2 separate regions of the Gasterosteus aculeatus genome follow, and region 2 is linked to region 1. A link is a contact called in public Hi-C data. All regions are on one chromosome and are shown on one strand. The core of a region is the stretch at or near the end of the contact, and the rest is flanking DNA. Distances in the headings are between cores, read along the strand shown. Region 1 holds the start of LOC120821766 (transcription factor COE1). Region 2 has its middle 16 kb from the start of htatsf1.

Region 1 (3,067 bases), core at 249-2,748:
ATTTCATCTGTAATGTTGTCGCTGTTCTTGTAGTAGTGTGTCTGTGTTCACTCTGACCTGATGGCACTTTAAATGAATAAATCGATAATCTCCTTTCCTGACGGTTTGGGTGTTTTTGAGTCATCCTCACGTTGAATGGTTTTATTTTCACGAAGCGTTGCGTTTGAAACATCATTTAACTCCCGATGAGAGCTGACGCGTATACAGATCACTCTTTATTCTTTCATATTTATTCTATTTGATTTAAACTGATACAAATACTTTCAGCCCACTCCCATCGATCCGAGCTCCACACTCTCTTAACACTCCTCCGTTGACACACATAATGTTCCTGCGCTTAAAGCAGGAAACTGGAGCATAAAAGACTCTTATTCTCCATAATCAAGGTCAAGAGCGTTTTTCAATAACCTTTGGGAATTAAACCCTGGAACTGCGCCAGCGCGCCCTGCCAATCATGTGCACAGCCAGCTGCATAATACCAAAGTGTTTTGACCTTTTGCACCTAGACGGATCAATACGCTGTAGCATTATTTCATTGAAAGACTTCACTGGATTATCTATTAATATTTGTAGTTTGCTTGGATTCCCTCTCAGGCGACGTGGAAAATGTCGTTTCAAATAGCAGATGGTGCTGGAGGGAGATACAAAGCGGGGGAAATCTGGTAGCAATTATACTCAATTATGTTCATTGTTATTTTGAGCTAATTATTGTTATTGTCACTTTTGTTAGCGAGTCTTTCGGCGCCAGCCTGCGATGATCCGGCCCGGGGAGAGAATGAGGAGCGGGGACACGACGAAATATGCATTTAACGATTGAGCCTTGTGCTAGAACTTTGATCTGAAAGTGACGCCTGAGGTTTCATATCAAACGTATATCAACTGTCTGCAGCGGCAATGAGTTAAATACTGACTGCTGGATACGCGATCCAAAAGGGGTTTTAATTCGCAGTAAAGCGCACATTGCCGCTCAGAATGGCGATTTAATATCAATTTATTCTATGCTTTATGAATCAAATTTATGAGAAAAAGGATATTTCCCATGTCCTCAATCAAATACGGACTTTTTTTAACCTTATCTTTAATATTTCCACGACATGAAGTCATCTTTTTTTTTTCATTCACAAAAAAGTGTCGACCCTGCCGAAGCGCCACTGAGCAATGCTTTATTCAGCATCGTGCAGCCGACTGCTCTGCACGGGCATGAATCAACTTTCGGTCGATGGAAGTGTTGTTGGTGCACGCGAGAATTAATCTCCACATTTACAGAAAAGAGAGAGAAAAATCCCGTTACCGGCTAAGGAGGAGAGAGAGGAGGGGAGGAGGAGGAGGAGAGGAGCTCCGTGGCCGCTGCATTGGGCGGACCTGACTCCAGCCCTCGCCTTTGTCGGGGGGGCGTCTCCTCTCCTCTCCCCCATCCCCTCCCCTCCTGTCCTGTACCCCCCCCCCCCCCCCCCCCCCCCCCCCCACTCCACCTCCCTCCCTTCCTCCCTCCCCTCCCGGAGAAGCCCGTGTTCGGTTCTCAGAGAGAGTCCTTTGGGAAGAAGAGTCACAAAGCGGTTTGCTCAGAGAGGGAGCGAGTCATCCGCAGCGAGCCGCGCTGCACCGGACACCACAGAGCCCGACGCGCCCCGGACCGCCGGGCAGAGGGAGAACGACACAAAACAAAGTGCCCCACCCCCCCACCCCCAGAAAAGAGAGAGGAGGAAGAAAGAAAAGTCCCACCGCGATGACATCTATCGGGTGTTGATCTCTCGTGTCTCTCTTGACAGCTTGAACCGTGGAACGCAAAGCGCGCCGGGAGTCACTTTTTTTTGGACACACCTCGGTCCCGTCCGCGTCCTGCGGTGATTTACACACGTCGTTGGGTTGGGACATTTTTTATTTTATTTTTTGGAGCCCACTTTCTCACGAGGAGAAGAATCACGGGAATTAATCGCTCACTTCTGGCGAAGCGCGCGCGGCAGCAAAGAGCGCAACCACGTTGCTCCCCTTTAGAGTCGGAGCGCAGAACATCTGCGGCAGAACAAGTGCGCAGCCGGCCGGGGGTGAGAGGGAGAGAGGGAGACCAGGAGCGAGACACGCCGGCTTGTTCATGTTTGGGATCCAGGAGAGCATCCAGCGAAGCGGCAGCAGCCTGAAGGAGGAGCCGCTGGGAGGCATGAACACCGTCCGGAGCTGGATGCAAGGGGGCGGCGTGCTGGACGCCAACACGGCCGCCCAAAGGTGAGCTCCTCTTTGGGGGTGGAGGAGACCAGCCCGCCAACCTTCCATCCTAAAACCGAGACAACGTGATTGAGGGCCATGCAGCCCCCCCCCCCCCCCCCCCCCTCTCCTTCACCACCCCTCCCCGTGCAGGACACGAGGTTGTGCTGATGGGAGCTGTTGTCGATATTTGGATTAAACTGTTTCTAGGATTCATTTGGAAAATTAGGATTATTAATGCGGTTGATATACTTTTAAAACAACAGTTAGTGGCATGTTGGTTCCTGCTACAGATTCTTATGCTCGTGCAACGTGTGTCTTTTCTGTCCATATTGGCTGAGGGGCGGATAAATAATTCTAGATCAATGCTCGGGGTTTATGTTGAGAAAAACTTTCCATCTTCACTCTTTTCTAGACATGCTCATGGTTTTATTCAAGAAGACCACGATTCTCTATTTTGCCAACAGAGTCATGGAAGGTGGGTAAATCAAGACCTCCTGTCTCAGGTTAAAAACACAAAGTTTCTAATATTATCAGAAAAAAACATGGATTTTGTTTTTTCTTCCCCCTTTAATAGGCTTTCCTTATATAAAACCATTTAAACGATTTATTCCCTGCTCGCATAATCATTTTTTACTTAACCAATAGAAAGTCAGAACTTTCCAGCATCCAAGCAGCGACTCATCCGCTCATGTGTGTCCGCAGCGGAGTGGGTCTGGCCCGGGCGCACTTTGAGAAGCAGCCGCCCTCAAACCTGCGCAAATCCAACTTCTTCCACTTCGTCCTGGCTCTGTACGACCGGCAGGGTCAGCCGGTGGAGATCGAGAGGACCAACTTCTTGGGCTTCATCGAGAAAGAGAAGGTC
Region 2 (3,067 bases), core at 290-2,789, 100 kb after region 1:
TACCTCCAAACATCTTTTTCAGAACATGAAGGATTTCCGTTTTGTTAAAAGTTCAACGACATTTCAGGACTAATTAGTGCACAAGGATATTCTTTCCTTGAGTGGTTTTGTATCATTAAAAAGTTAATTCAACTTAAATCATTGTATCACTGGTGAGCTCAGTAAATAATCTTAACACAGAATTTAGTGTCTAACACCATTATTAATAAAAATATATAATCATCTTTTGAATAAAACCCACTGTAAAAACAAAACAAAACTGGCCCATAACTTTATGATTTTAAAATGTCTTTCCGTTTTTTATGTGCAAGTTGCAACACACAAAAGCTCCGGCCGCAATGGAAAAACACAGAATCATAAGAAAGATTCATCTCTTGCTGGCTTCAATTTCCCTTCTTGAGCAATTGTGCCCTTTCTGATGGAGAAGGAAGCTGAAAGAAAGTGGGCATATGTGTGTATCCACTTTCAGTCTCTGATAATAAGCTCTCTGCTTCTTCTATCCCTCGCCTTTGCACCAAATACCAAAGTGCAGTGCTGCATTTTTCAATATGAAAAAACAGGGCAGAAATCAGAGCAATGTTGTTCCGTAAGTTTCTACACATATTTCCGAACTAATCCCTTTACTTTTTTAATTTGACGACTGACTTTTCATTTAGATTTTCTGTACCTGCAAATATCAGATTGAGATGCTTTAACTCATAATGTATTGATTATATTTTAAATGCTCTAATATTACATTTTAAGAGTATTTCGGTCTGCTGAAAAAGGTGAACGAAAGAGCCATACTGCCCCCTGTTGTGTCAAACAGATCATGGCACCATATGTCTTTCAACACAGTCAACTCTCAGATAAAGATTCCGAGACAATTATTTTAATGACATGGCCAGGAGAGATTTATTCAATATGACAAGAACGTATGTAAATTGTATCTTATAAAATCTTTAAAAAATGCTAATGTGAATATGAATGTAACAGCTGTCGAATAAATGTAGCTGATCATAAAAAGGAAATACTCAAACAAATAACCTCCAAATTGTGTTTAAGTAGAGAACCTGAGTAGTTGTACTTACTGGGGAGTTAAATTACTGTACAACAAGCAGGGCTGTGATGTACAACCCAAGATTTCTCAATACTTTCTTTCTCTCTGCAACATGTTTCCAAACTTGGCCAGCTCACTTTCTCCTGTAGCAGCTGATGGAGAGAGAGCTTCGTACAGAAGGACGTACAGATGAAAAACCTCACAAACCTGTGACCGATGAGCCATAATGACAGAGATGCGAATGGAGAGATTGATGGCCGGTTGAGAGAACATAGAGGCTAGAAGGAGAAAGATGGGTAAGAAAAGTTAACGCTGGCAGCAAAAGTGAGTGAGAGGTTGAAAGAGGAGGATGAAGAAGTAGAGGAAAGGTTCATCTCTCTGCCCCTTTTCCTCTCGATCCCCTTCCCTCCGTCTTTCCCTCTTGGCCAGTTGACAACTCAGTAGGAGTCGGCCTACCATCTGTCTATTTGAGAGGAGTGAGCAGCCCTCCACCTACTTCTCCTCCTCCTCCTCCTCCTCACTTCCCTCCTTATCTCCCTTCATCACTCCTCTCCCTCCTCCGCCTCCTCCTCCTCCTCCTCATGCAACTCTTCATTCTGACAGCATGTGAGCGAAAGAAAACCAGACAGAGCCAATTGACAGACAGGATACTAATAAGCTAATATGCTAATCCTGCTTTGCACTTGTATGCTATCTGTGCTGTATAATGTATGTGTGTGTGCATGCTTATGCGCCTGCATTTTGTGTGTGTGTGTGTGTGTGTGGCAAGGCCTAGCCCCTGGGTAATAAAACAATACAAAGAGAGCTTTAGGCCTGCTGGGCCCGCAACAGCACTTGAATACCAAATCAGCCAGCAGAGATCACTGGGGGAAAAGTGCAGCGTGTGTGTGTGTGTGTGTGTGTGTGTGTGTGTGTGTGTGTGTGTGTGTGTGTGTGTGTGTGTGTGTGTGTGTGTGTGTGTGTGTGTGTGTGTGTGTGTGTGTGTGTGTGTGTGCGTGCGTGATTGTCAGTGTGAGTGTCTGCAGGAGTGAGACGGAAAGCATGAAGCGGCCTTGTTTTTCCATTGGTGGCCGTTGTTTGGTAACTCCCGCTTCTAAAAGTAGGAGAGCAAGTTCGCAACAGTAGGGCCCAGATGGATGAATTTCTAAAAAGAAAAGAGAGGGAAAGAGACTGATGATGATGGGGGCTGGGGGCATGAAAAAAGCTATCAAGAGCAGGGATTTATAAAAAGATATAGAGCGCACAGCGCCGTAGAGGAGGCTGTACAGTTAAAACGTTATTTCTAGCAGTTTCACTTCTCTGTTGGCCGACACACACATGTTTCATCGAACACACCCATCGCTTCCCCAACCCCCCCCCCCCCCCCCAACCCCTTTCTCACCCATGTCTGTCAGCCAGCCCTTGCCTTAATGGACCATACACACAATTACAGCTGATTAATACACCACTTAACATTATGACCCCGCTCATGCAACACACACACGGACGCACACACACACCACTTAACATTCTGGCCTTGCGCGGGTATCGTTGGCTTTTCAGGTACCCAGCATGCTGCAGCGAGCTCCAGGGCAGCCCCGCTGAGACCACTGCTGTCTGAAGAGCACAGTCAAAGTGTGTGTGTGTGTGTGTGTGTGTGTGTGTGTGTGTGTGTGTGTGTGTGTGTGTGTGTGTGTGTGTGTGTGTGTGCGTGTGTGTGTGTGTGTGTGTGTGTGTGTGTGTGTGTGTTTGTGTGTGATGAGAAGAGATGAGAACACGCCGGTGCCAGCTCCCTAAGGGACGACCATCCAGTCCAAGTCCTCAGGGAGCCTGGACACTTTAGGAATGGCACTACAGTGGGGCATCGTCGCAGCCAAGGGGCCCAGAGGGATGAAGGGAGAGAGGGAGAGGGAGAGAAGGGCGGTCGATTGTGCAGCAGTGGGGTCCAATTATCATCAAGGGCCCCAAAGGGAGGATGGACTGCTGTGTGTGAAAGGTGTAATAAAGAAGGTAGATATCGCTATCAAACATGAACTTGTCTAAAACGGA

Evidence for each region. Hi-C and Micro-C count contacts between places; a contact is called where the count stands out from the background.
Region 2: a contact with region 1 is called in a Hi-C map of tail fin, with 5 times the contacts expected there. The contact joins the enhancer-like site here to the promoter of LOC120821766 in region 1. A contact is called at or near these places in 4 of 6 Hi-C or Micro-C datasets (skeletal muscle, tail fin and whole body).

What each region holds. Positions count from the first base shown.
Region 1 is chr7:22,352,774-22,355,840 of fGasAcu3.hap1.1, forward strand. LOC120821766 (transcription factor COE1) reads left to right here and starts at 1,499. Exons shown (of 16, transcript XM_078105235.1): 1 at 1,499-2,223; 2 at 2,908-3,064. The coding sequence starts at 2,093.
Region 2 is chr7:22,453,957-22,457,023 of fGasAcu3.hap1.1, forward strand. No RefSeq gene overlaps it. Among protein-coding and RNA genes, the nearest start is that of htatsf1, 16 kb to the right of the region's middle. Within about 2 kb of position 1,540, at least 2 of the 9 cell types and tissues checked have open chromatin away from gene starts, as enhancers often do.